2 separate regions of the Triticum aestivum genome follow, and region 1 is linked to region 2. Evidence: chromatin contacts called from public Hi-C data. All regions are on one chromosome and are shown on one strand. The core of a region is the stretch at or near the end of the contact, and the rest is flanking DNA. Distances in the headings are between cores, read along the strand shown.

The links. A called contact is a pair of places that touch in the nucleus more often than the background predicts.
Region 1: a contact with region 2 is called in a Hi-C map of leaf, with 4 times the contacts expected there. The contact joins the promoter of LOC123122834 here to the promoter of LOC123122786 in region 2. A contact is called at or near these places in 2 of 5 Hi-C or Micro-C datasets (both in leaf).

What each region holds. Positions count from the first base shown.
Region 1 is chr1B:340,461,091-340,465,997 of IWGSC CS RefSeq v2.1, forward strand. LOC123122834 (microtubule-associated protein RP/EB family member 1C) reads left to right here and starts at 2,198. Exons shown (of 6, transcript XM_044543193.1): 1 at 2,198-2,455; 2 at 2,624-2,779; 3 at 3,584-3,690; 4 at 3,845-4,061; 5 at 4,154-4,267; 6 at 4,487-4,907. The coding sequence starts at 2,345. The coding sequence ends at 4,810.
Region 2 is chr1B:339,851,456-339,856,002 of IWGSC CS RefSeq v2.1, forward strand. It overlaps LOC123122786 (AB hydrolase superfamily protein YfhM), which reads left to right and starts at 2,055. Exons shown (of 5, transcript XM_044543127.1): 1 at 2,055-2,309; 2 at 2,395-2,612; 3 at 3,366-3,527; 4 at 3,617-3,852; 5 at 3,996-4,403. The coding sequence starts at 2,222. The coding sequence ends at 4,248.

The sequences.
Region 1 (4,907 bases), core at 948-3,447, 610 kb after region 2:
ATCTCCATACTATCCATGTTCAGATGATATGTCCAAAGAATTTGCATAGGTTTTCTGTTGCCAATTTGGAGAATTCCCTTTTAAATATCTAGGGGTTCCCCTTCATTTTAAAAAGCTTAGAAGGGAAGATCTCCAACCAATAATTGTTAGGATTATTAAGAACATTGTTGGTTGGTTGGTTGGGTAAAGTTCTCTCTTATAGAGGCAAACTGATCCTTCTGACTACCTGTATTGCCAACATCCCTACTTATCTTATATGTCCAGTATGAAATTTCCTAAATGGGCTATTGATATGATCTCTTCTCAAATGTCCCACTTCTTCTGGGGCAATGTGGGAGAGGTCCATAAACACCACTTGGCTGATTGGGGCCTTGTGTCTAGGAAAAACGGAATTGGTGGTTTGGGGATTCCCAATCTTAGGGATTTAACATGGCTCTACTTGCTTCTTGGGATAAAAGATTTTATGATGGTAGAGATAATGATTGGAAAAAAAATCTTCTTCGAGTATGCCATCAACAAACCTAATATTTTTTATGCCAAACCTGCCTTGGGCTCTCCTTTTCTGAAGAGTATCTCTTGGGCTTTTCCTGCTGCAAAAACTTTTTATAGATGGACACCTAGAAATGGAGAAAAGTTGCCTTTTGGCATGATAATTGGGTTGGAGATTGCTCCCTGAAGACCTCATTCTGGGACTTGTTTGACATCTTTCAGCAGCAAGAGGCTAATCTTGCTCAAGTTTGGAATGGGGAGACCTTGCATCTTACTTTCAGGAGATGTGTTGATGAGACTACTTTGTCTAGATGGTTTATCCTGTTAAACTTGGTGAAACAAACTACTCTTTCTACTAATGTTGATTGTCCTGTTTGGACCCTTGAAACTTCTGGCCAATACTCCGTTAAATCTTTTTATAAAATGGTCGATTTTGGTGGGGTTTCTTCTGAGATCCAAGATTCAATTTGGAAAATTAAGGTTCCCCCAAATATCCATGTGTTCCTATGGCTGATGTTTAATAACCAAAGTTTAACTAGAGATAACCTAGCCAAAAAGACATGTAGAGGATATGTCTTGTGTCTTTGTAGTGAACTTGAAACTATACAACACCTTTTCTTTGATTGCATTGTTGCTAAAGAGATCCGGTCCATTATTGCTTAATCTTTTGCCATTCCTATTCCTGTTTCCTTCACTTCCTTGTCTTCCTTCTAGAAGAAAAAGAAACATTATGAAGCACTCAACACTGCTACATCTGCTACCTTGTGGAGCTTATGGCTTTTGCGCAGTGACTTTGTCTTTCAGGGAAGAAGATGATGAAGTATACGCTGTGTCTTGGATCTGGTTGGGGCTATGATCAGGCAATGGAAAATCCTAAGTACCAAGGCCCGGGGTGCTCTTCTTCTCCGGTGCTTAAAATTTTTGGATCATCAAAGAGGGAAGTTGCTTAGGATCGCCTGGAGTGGCTAAAAAATGGGGATGGGAAGGGTGCTATTTTGTGTGCCAAATTGAGTCTATCTTTTGTGCACTTTCTCTGGTCCCCCTGTCAAACTCTTCTAAAATGTAATGAGGTAGTTTATGTGAACCCTGTATAATCGATTTATGGCAGCTATTTTGGTTGTCGCCGAGCGTTGCTTAACAGTCTGGTTGATTGTGGTTTGCCGAGCGCTGCTTAACAGTCTGCTTAAAAGTAACAGCGCTGCTTTAATAAAAGTTGAGGCGGGGGGAAACACCTTTCATTTAAAAAAATGTAAAAAGGTTCATCGAATTCAAAAAAGTCCGTTGAATTTGAAAAAAGTTCATTGAATTTAAAAACAAAGTTCATCGAATTACATGATCGCGTGGTTAATCGTAGCGAAGGTTGAACGAGGAAGTTCGCAGGCTTGGTGGAGCAGAACCACCCGTTCGATCACACGCGATTACTCCTCTAGCAAAAAGCAACGGGCAAAATTCGCTGAAACCGAAAACGCTCCACCGTAGCCCATAGGCCACAGCTATGCCAGCCCAACGCGAGTCGCCTTCACACCGCGAGAGACGTGAAGGAGATGCACCCTGGCCACCCGCGCCGCTCCCAACGGTCGGACGAATCCGGCCGTCCACCCGCGCCCTGCGCCCGGGCATACCCGTCGAAATCTGAACCCCTTTCCCAGCCCTGGCCGCACCGTAGACCTAGGAGGGCAGAACCGTCCGGCGCAAAAGTCTCTCTCACCTTATATCTCGGCCGAATCCCCAACGCCGCATTCGAAAACCTTCCTCGCGAAACCCCAACCCCGCTCCTCTGCTCTCCTCCTCCTGGTCCCTCGCGAGAACAGGTCTGGGTTGCGTCTCCGGCGGCGGAGAAGCAAGGGAGGCGGAGATGTCGGTCAGCAACATAGGCATGATGGACGGCGCCTACTTCGTGGGGCGGAACGAGATCCTCGCCTGGATCAACACCACGCTGCAGCTCAGCCTCGCCAAGGTCGAGGAGGTACGCACGGATCTCCCCCTCCCCCCTCCACCTCGTGTTTCAATCGGCTGTTCGTCCCCCGATCCGCGCGGTTTGCCTCCAGGCGCTGGGGTTCTGCTGGATCTGCGGGTTCGATTCGTTGTGTTTCGGGATGCTGACATGGCGCGCGGCCGGAATTCTCGTGTGCAGGCGGCGTCGGGCGCGGTGGCGTGCCAGCTCATGGACGCGGCGCACCCCGGGGCGGTGCCCATGCACAAGGTCAACTTCGACGCCAAGAACGAGTACGACATGATCCAGAACTACAAGGTCCTGCAGGATGTGTTCAACAAGTTGAAGATCACTAAGGTGCGCTTCCCCCCCCCCCCCCCCCCCCTCTTGAGCGAATTTATGTGGCGTTAGTTGTATTGCTCATGCCGCCAGATTACTCCGCACACGAGGCTGATTTAGATTTTGGCCGTGCTGTGTGGGCGCGTGTTTGTTCGGTAGCCTGTAGTTTCTGTAAGAAACGATTGATTGCCCCGAATTCTGATTCTAGATCCAGTGGTATGTACTACTGCATGGACTTGGAGAGGACCCAAGGTTGCAACTACGCTTGGTTACCAGAAATTGCAGTGGATTTCTAGAGTTTTGTGTTTTATTTCAGTGGTGCCAGAGTTGTATGCAGTTCTAAGGTTGAGACAACCGAACAATACCAAGGCATAGAACACTTAGATGCACTAAGAATTTGTAGGTTTATCAGTTCATTGTGGAGTTGCGGTCACCAGAATTCAATATACAGACACTGAGCCATGAATTAGGCAATTGGCTAGTAATTTGATGGGTATATGTAGTTTTGTGGATTGTGGAAGTGAAGGGTCAAGTCATCAATTTTTTAGGCTGCTAAAAATACGGATCTGAATTAGTTCAAGTTCATAAGCCCAATGAAAAGAAGGTTACCCTATTAGCTATATAGTATTTTTAAACTGTGTACAACCTAAATAATGGTGTTTTTTGCTGTGTGGAGAATTGCCGTTTGTCATCAGAACTGTGAAAACTGAAATTCGATCCTTATGAGCAATCTGGATTATTATTGCTTATATCCTTACTTCTTTTTATTCCATAGAGACTATTAATGTAACTGAACATTATGATCTTTTCTCACTGTTGCAGCATATTGAAGTGAATAAGCTCATCAAAGGAAGACCTCTTGACAACTTAGAGTTCATGCAGTGGATGAAAAGATATTGTGATTCTGTCAATGGCGGATTCATGACCAGGTACTCAACCCCCTTCTTTCTGTAGCATAGATGACCAATTTAATTGTTGCTATCTCTCAAATGCTCTCAGCCTGTTTAGTGTTACCAATTGTGCTAATCATATCTGTTTAAAATCCTCTTAACACTTGTCTCTTGTTGTGTTATGAACACACAGCTACAATGCTTCTGAGAGAAGAGAAAGTAGCAAGGGTGGGAAAGACACCAACAGAAGGACATCAGGGACTTCCCAGGCACCTGCCAAGTCTGCATCCGCCACCCACAAAGCTCAGCCTCCACCGCACGCTGCTAAACGGGCCAATGGGCATGCTTCAAATGCTCCACAGCGGTGCGCAAAGCCACCTCCAGCTGCAGCGCCAGCTTACGATGCACAGGTGAGAGTGACTTGGCATGAGCGCTGAGCATAACGTTCTTGCTGTCTCTCGGCATTGCACAAGTCCTGTATTCTGACAATGATACTTTGCAGATGACCGAGCTGAAACTCCTTGTTGATAGCGCCGAGAAAGAGAGGGATTTCTATTTCTCCAAGCTGCGGGACGTCGAGATCTTGTGCCAGAGCCCAGAGGTTGAGCATTTACCGGTAAGTAGCAGAAATGCTTGACCATTCTCCTAGTTTGTGTCAGTTGCTGAGTTTTAAGCTTGTCAATGATGCAACAGTAGGTCATCATACCCAACTTATTACTGTGTTCAGCACTGTTGACGAGTCTTAAAAAAAACCTTCTGAACAAGTGTAAACACCATGCTTGTAGAGTACAACAGCAGGGCAATGTTGATGATGACATCTTTATCCTGTGTGCAGATTGTTAAGGCCATCCAGAAGATACTCTACGCTTCGGAGGATGACCCCTCGACGGTGGCAGAAGCCCAGGCGGAGATGGTGGCGCAGCAGAACCAGATGCAGCAGCAGCCAATGCTGAGCCCGATCCTGGAGGCGTCTGAGGCCCCAAGCATCACCCCCAAGGATTCTTCCGAGGAGAGCTTGAGGCAGGAAGCAGCGGCAGCACACAAGAGGAAGAGCATCTCGGACCTGGAGGAGTTCGAGATGGGGTCGAGCTCCAGGATGAGGCTCTCAGACGTCTCGGATGTGCAGCTGTGCGGCTCACCGTTGATGAGCTTCACCTGAAAGAAAGGAGGGACCGAATTGCAGGGGCTAAGTTGTTGTCATTGCCGGTTGTTTCGTTTGTTGTTTGGTGTTATAATGTGTGTGCCTTTGACTGTGA
Region 2 (4,547 bases), core at 805-3,304:
AGGGGCGTATAATTACTTTCTAGCCCAATCTTAGAGGAAACATCCAACAACTAATCTTGATTGCTAAAGATGTTTAGATAAACTACATTGATGTTAACTGAGAAAAAAATTGCAGCTTAATGTTGAAATTCATTTGCATACACCATTTCCGTATACCAAAAAAATTAGGGGTTGTCTAGGACACATCTAGATGTGACATAGTTATGTCACATCTAAACCGATGTCCACTCTGTTTGTGGTCTTTTTTTTGTCCTAGTTTTTTTTGTTTCTTGTTGCTGCATTATATATTTATGGGAGCTTATATGTGACATCTTTAAAAAACATCTAGATGTGAATTAGACAAACTGAAACAATTAATATGAACCATCATCCTAGCTCCCTGTCTCTCCCACAAACAATAATTGACAAAGAGAAAACAAAATAGGATTTCAAAGGGATGTTGCCCCAATCTGTGGACTCGTCAGGACCGAATTGCCCGGACAGAAACGCGCACCACCTATCATAATAGAGCATTACCACAGCACATCCCACCCGGCAAAACACAGAAAAAAACAGAAGAAAGTTTCTAGGAAGCCTACTCCTTTAAACTCTGAAGTCGTCGCCTTCGCTTGTCTTCTACTCCTAAATTCCTCCTGCACTGCATAAACCCCGCACGCAACCAATCATCAATGTCCAATGACTCTTTTCTTTCTACACTTTCTTCTAAGTAATGGCAGCTAGTAACAGAGAGACATCAGATCGGGCCGGGACGGAAGAAGGAAATCAGGCGGCAACCAGGGCTTGGAGGAGGCGATGGCAGTGGCAGGACGGCGATGGGGATGGGGAGCTCTTCGATGGGCACTCGATTGGGCTGACCGGGGATTGGAAGCCGACGGTAACAGCATCGTGGATGCACCAGTAGAACGCCGGCTCACCGCATGCCTGTCGTAGTAGCAACCTCACAGTCAGGACAGGGCTTCAAGCACGGCGCAAAGACCACCGTGCTTCTCTCCCTCGTCCTCCTCTATGTCTCCGTGGCAATCAGCTCCGGCGCTTCGCCACCGTCACTGCGGATCCACTATTTCGATCCAGACAACATCATCGCGGACATCGCATTCCACACAACATCACCGCAGACATCATCGTCGTTGCTTGACGACACCGTCTGCGACGTGCCATGGCCGTCGAGGCGCCACATCATGCTCAACCTTACGGCAAGAGACGACCCGCGGGCAGAGTGACCCGTCCACGCTGGCGTCCTTCACCGTGTTGCTGTGTGGCTCTGGTTTTTGCCGGACGCTGCCCAGCGGATCCTCCGGCTACGCCATCTCCGGCCCTACCGGGACCAGATGTCGTACATCGACGAATCGTGGACCCAGGGGTGTGCTTGCTTTGGAGATGCTCATCTTCGGGCGCCGAGTTTCTAGCCCGTGGTCACCGTTTCCCCTACTCCGTTGTGTGCAGGCGCCGAGTTTCTACAATGTTGCCCTGACGGGGCTGGTCTCGGCGGCGACAGGCTCCCAAGAGTTTCTACTATGCCAGCCTTACGGGGCTGGGCATCGGTGGCGAGAGGTTCTGGATGGCAAGGAGCACGGGGATCCCCATATTTATAGGCCAAGGACCAGGAAGGCACGATCCTCCGAGACGTCGAGAAGGCACGACCAAGGATCAGGCTAGAAGGTGCGATTATTCACCAAGACGTCGAGAAGGTACGGCCGAATACGAAAGAAGCAACACGTATCAAGCGGCAAGGATAACACGTCTACAATGCCTTACCACCTGACGACACCCATGCATTGCAAACACAGGTAAAAAAATGGCAAACTACCTACACCAGCCAGTCACCGAGATATATGCACGGGATTAGTCACCACATGCAACGAAATTAAAAATAAAAAATCGCAACCGCCTACATGCACGCACGTAGTGAGATCTACAACCGAAAACATTTATATCTGTGAAGGGAGGAGCTAATAAAATCAGATCGTTTGAAGAGGAAGAAGTGGGCAAGACGAACCGACCGGTCGACCAGCACTATCCCGGTCGTGGATAAACTTTGTGGAAGCTAGTTGGTGGGCAGTGCTACAGACAAAACTGGTGCTCTCTGTTCTTCGGCAGCATCTCCGCCTACTGTCGTTGTTACCAACCAGCCGGCAGTCTCCATCCACAAGCTCTAAAGAAAGAAACGGGCAACCAGAAAGCCTTCCAAGTGACGGGAGAGGAGCAGAGGGCGGCGCAAGCCATGGCCACGGTGGAGCAGCAGCAGCAGATCGAGCACAGCCACCTCGCCATCAGAGGCCTCAGCCTCCACGTAGCGCAAGCAGGCACAGGTCAGCGCCCCCTCCCTCCCTCCCTCCCTCGACCACGCCCGCGGCAGGCCGGCCAATGTGAGTGGTGACCGTTGTCTGCTTGCAGGCGAGCTCGGGACGGTGCTGTTCCTGCACGGCTTCCCGGAGATATGGTACTCGTGGCGCCACCAGATGCTGGCCGTGGCCGCCGCCGGGTACCGCGCCATCGCGCCGGACTGGCGGGGGTATGGCCTCTCCGACCAGCCACCGGAGCCGGAGGCGGCGGCCTACAGCGACCTGACAGAGGATCTCCTCGCCGTCCTGGATGCGCTCTCCGTCCCCAAGGTGCCCTCTGGCCCTGAATTTTTGGACATTTTGGGGGTATTAGTGTGTCCGGATCAGGGATCAGTTCTAGATTGGGGGGAAAAGGGAATTCTTGGTTGTTGTTTGTCTCTTAAAATCAGCGTGGGATGGCGGTCGTGCAGAGTTACTAACATGGCCAGTCACTGTGAGTTCTACTAGTCCAGGTTCCCGTGGGAGAAAAATTCAGATGGAACTAGATATTTGAAGCAATTGAGATTGATTGCTTAAATATGTAAGAAATTTGCAGAAATTTATGGAGGTTTTAAACAGGAAATCATGGTAGAGTTGGTGTAGTTACAAACACATAACCATTTCTTCTTCCTCGGGCAACCACTCGAGTCTATTACTGTACTATATTTCCAGAATTCATGTGTACCTATGAAAACAGGTATATTGTTCTTCTGAAACAGGTCTAATGTTTCATCAACACAATTAGAATTTTTTTCATAGCGTGCTTAAAAGTACTCTCTCGCACTTTTAAGAGGCACATTTGTCACAGTTCTGTTGTTTCATTTGTTCATCTAGAGTATCAAACAAAGATTGGTATCAGTTCCATCGAGTTGATGTGTTTTAAGCTGGCACTCAATGGGATATAGGCAGCACCGAGAGTAAAACATGCCCTTCTGGTCGACATTGATCATTATTTAAGCATACAAAATAAGATAATTCCCTCACTAAAAACAGTGTTATTCTTCAACGTTCTCGTCTGATGACTTCCATTTTGCTTCACATCAGGCTTACCTTGTGGCAAAGGATTTCGGAGCCATGCTAGCTTATGATTTTGCTCTTCGTCACCCCAGCCGCACATGCGGCGTTATGTGTTTGGGCATCCCATTTCTTCACGGTGGCTCCTCCTTCACTGCCATGCCCGAAGGCTTCTATATACTGCGTTGGCGGGTTTTTACCCTAACCTGAAAGTCCCATGTCAAAGCACATGACTAGAGAGTTCTTCTCATGATATGATACAAAAAGCTTGTGCTTTGCAGGAACCAGGAAGAGCAGAGGCAGACTTTGGCAGGTATGACGTCAAGCGAGTCGTGCGCACCATCTACATTCTCTTCTCTAGAAGCGAAATCCCGATAGCGAAGGAAGATCAAGAAATCATGGATCTCGCGGACCTGTCGACTCCCCTTCCAGAGTGGTTCACTGAGGAGGATCTTGCAATCTACACGTCCCTCTATGAGAAGTCTGGTTTCGTGTATCCACTGCAGATGCCATACAGGTAAACGCAGCGATTACTAATTTCCATTCTCTTAAAGGTGCCTTAGATTATGTGCCAAAAATTGTGGTGACTCAATAGTTTGTGGTATTAGGTTCATCAAGTATTGACAGATATTATTACATGTGTGCTGCAACGCTTGACAGGTCTCTCCATAAGAGGCAACCAATTGAAGACCCAAAATTCGAAGTCCCGGTGTTCGTCGCCATGGGGGAGAAAGACTACGTGATCAAGTTCCCCGGGGTCGAGGCCGTGTTGAAAAATGGCACCATGGAGAAGTTTGCGCCGGATCTGAAGATCACCTACATCCCTGAAGGAAGCCATTTCGTTCAGGAGCAGTTCCCGGACAAGGTCAATGAGTTCCTCCTTGGCTTCTTGAAGGACCATCCTGTGGCTTGACAATACGGTCTACTGCTATGCTTGGCCTGCACTCGGTTTCATAAGCACGTACATATTCTGCAATGCTGTGAACATATATTATCCGTGCTTCCAGTGATGGATATGCTAGTTTTATCAGCAATAATAAATATATAATGATCCGTGTTGTCCTCTAATCCTTTAGAACGCCAGTGTTTAGTGTCTCATGGAATCGTGTATTTCGCCCAAAATCTATCTGGATTTCAGTTGGAACTCCCAGGATTCGAATCGAAGATCGTCTCTAGCTTGGTAGGACATAATGTAACGAAGGCACATGCCGC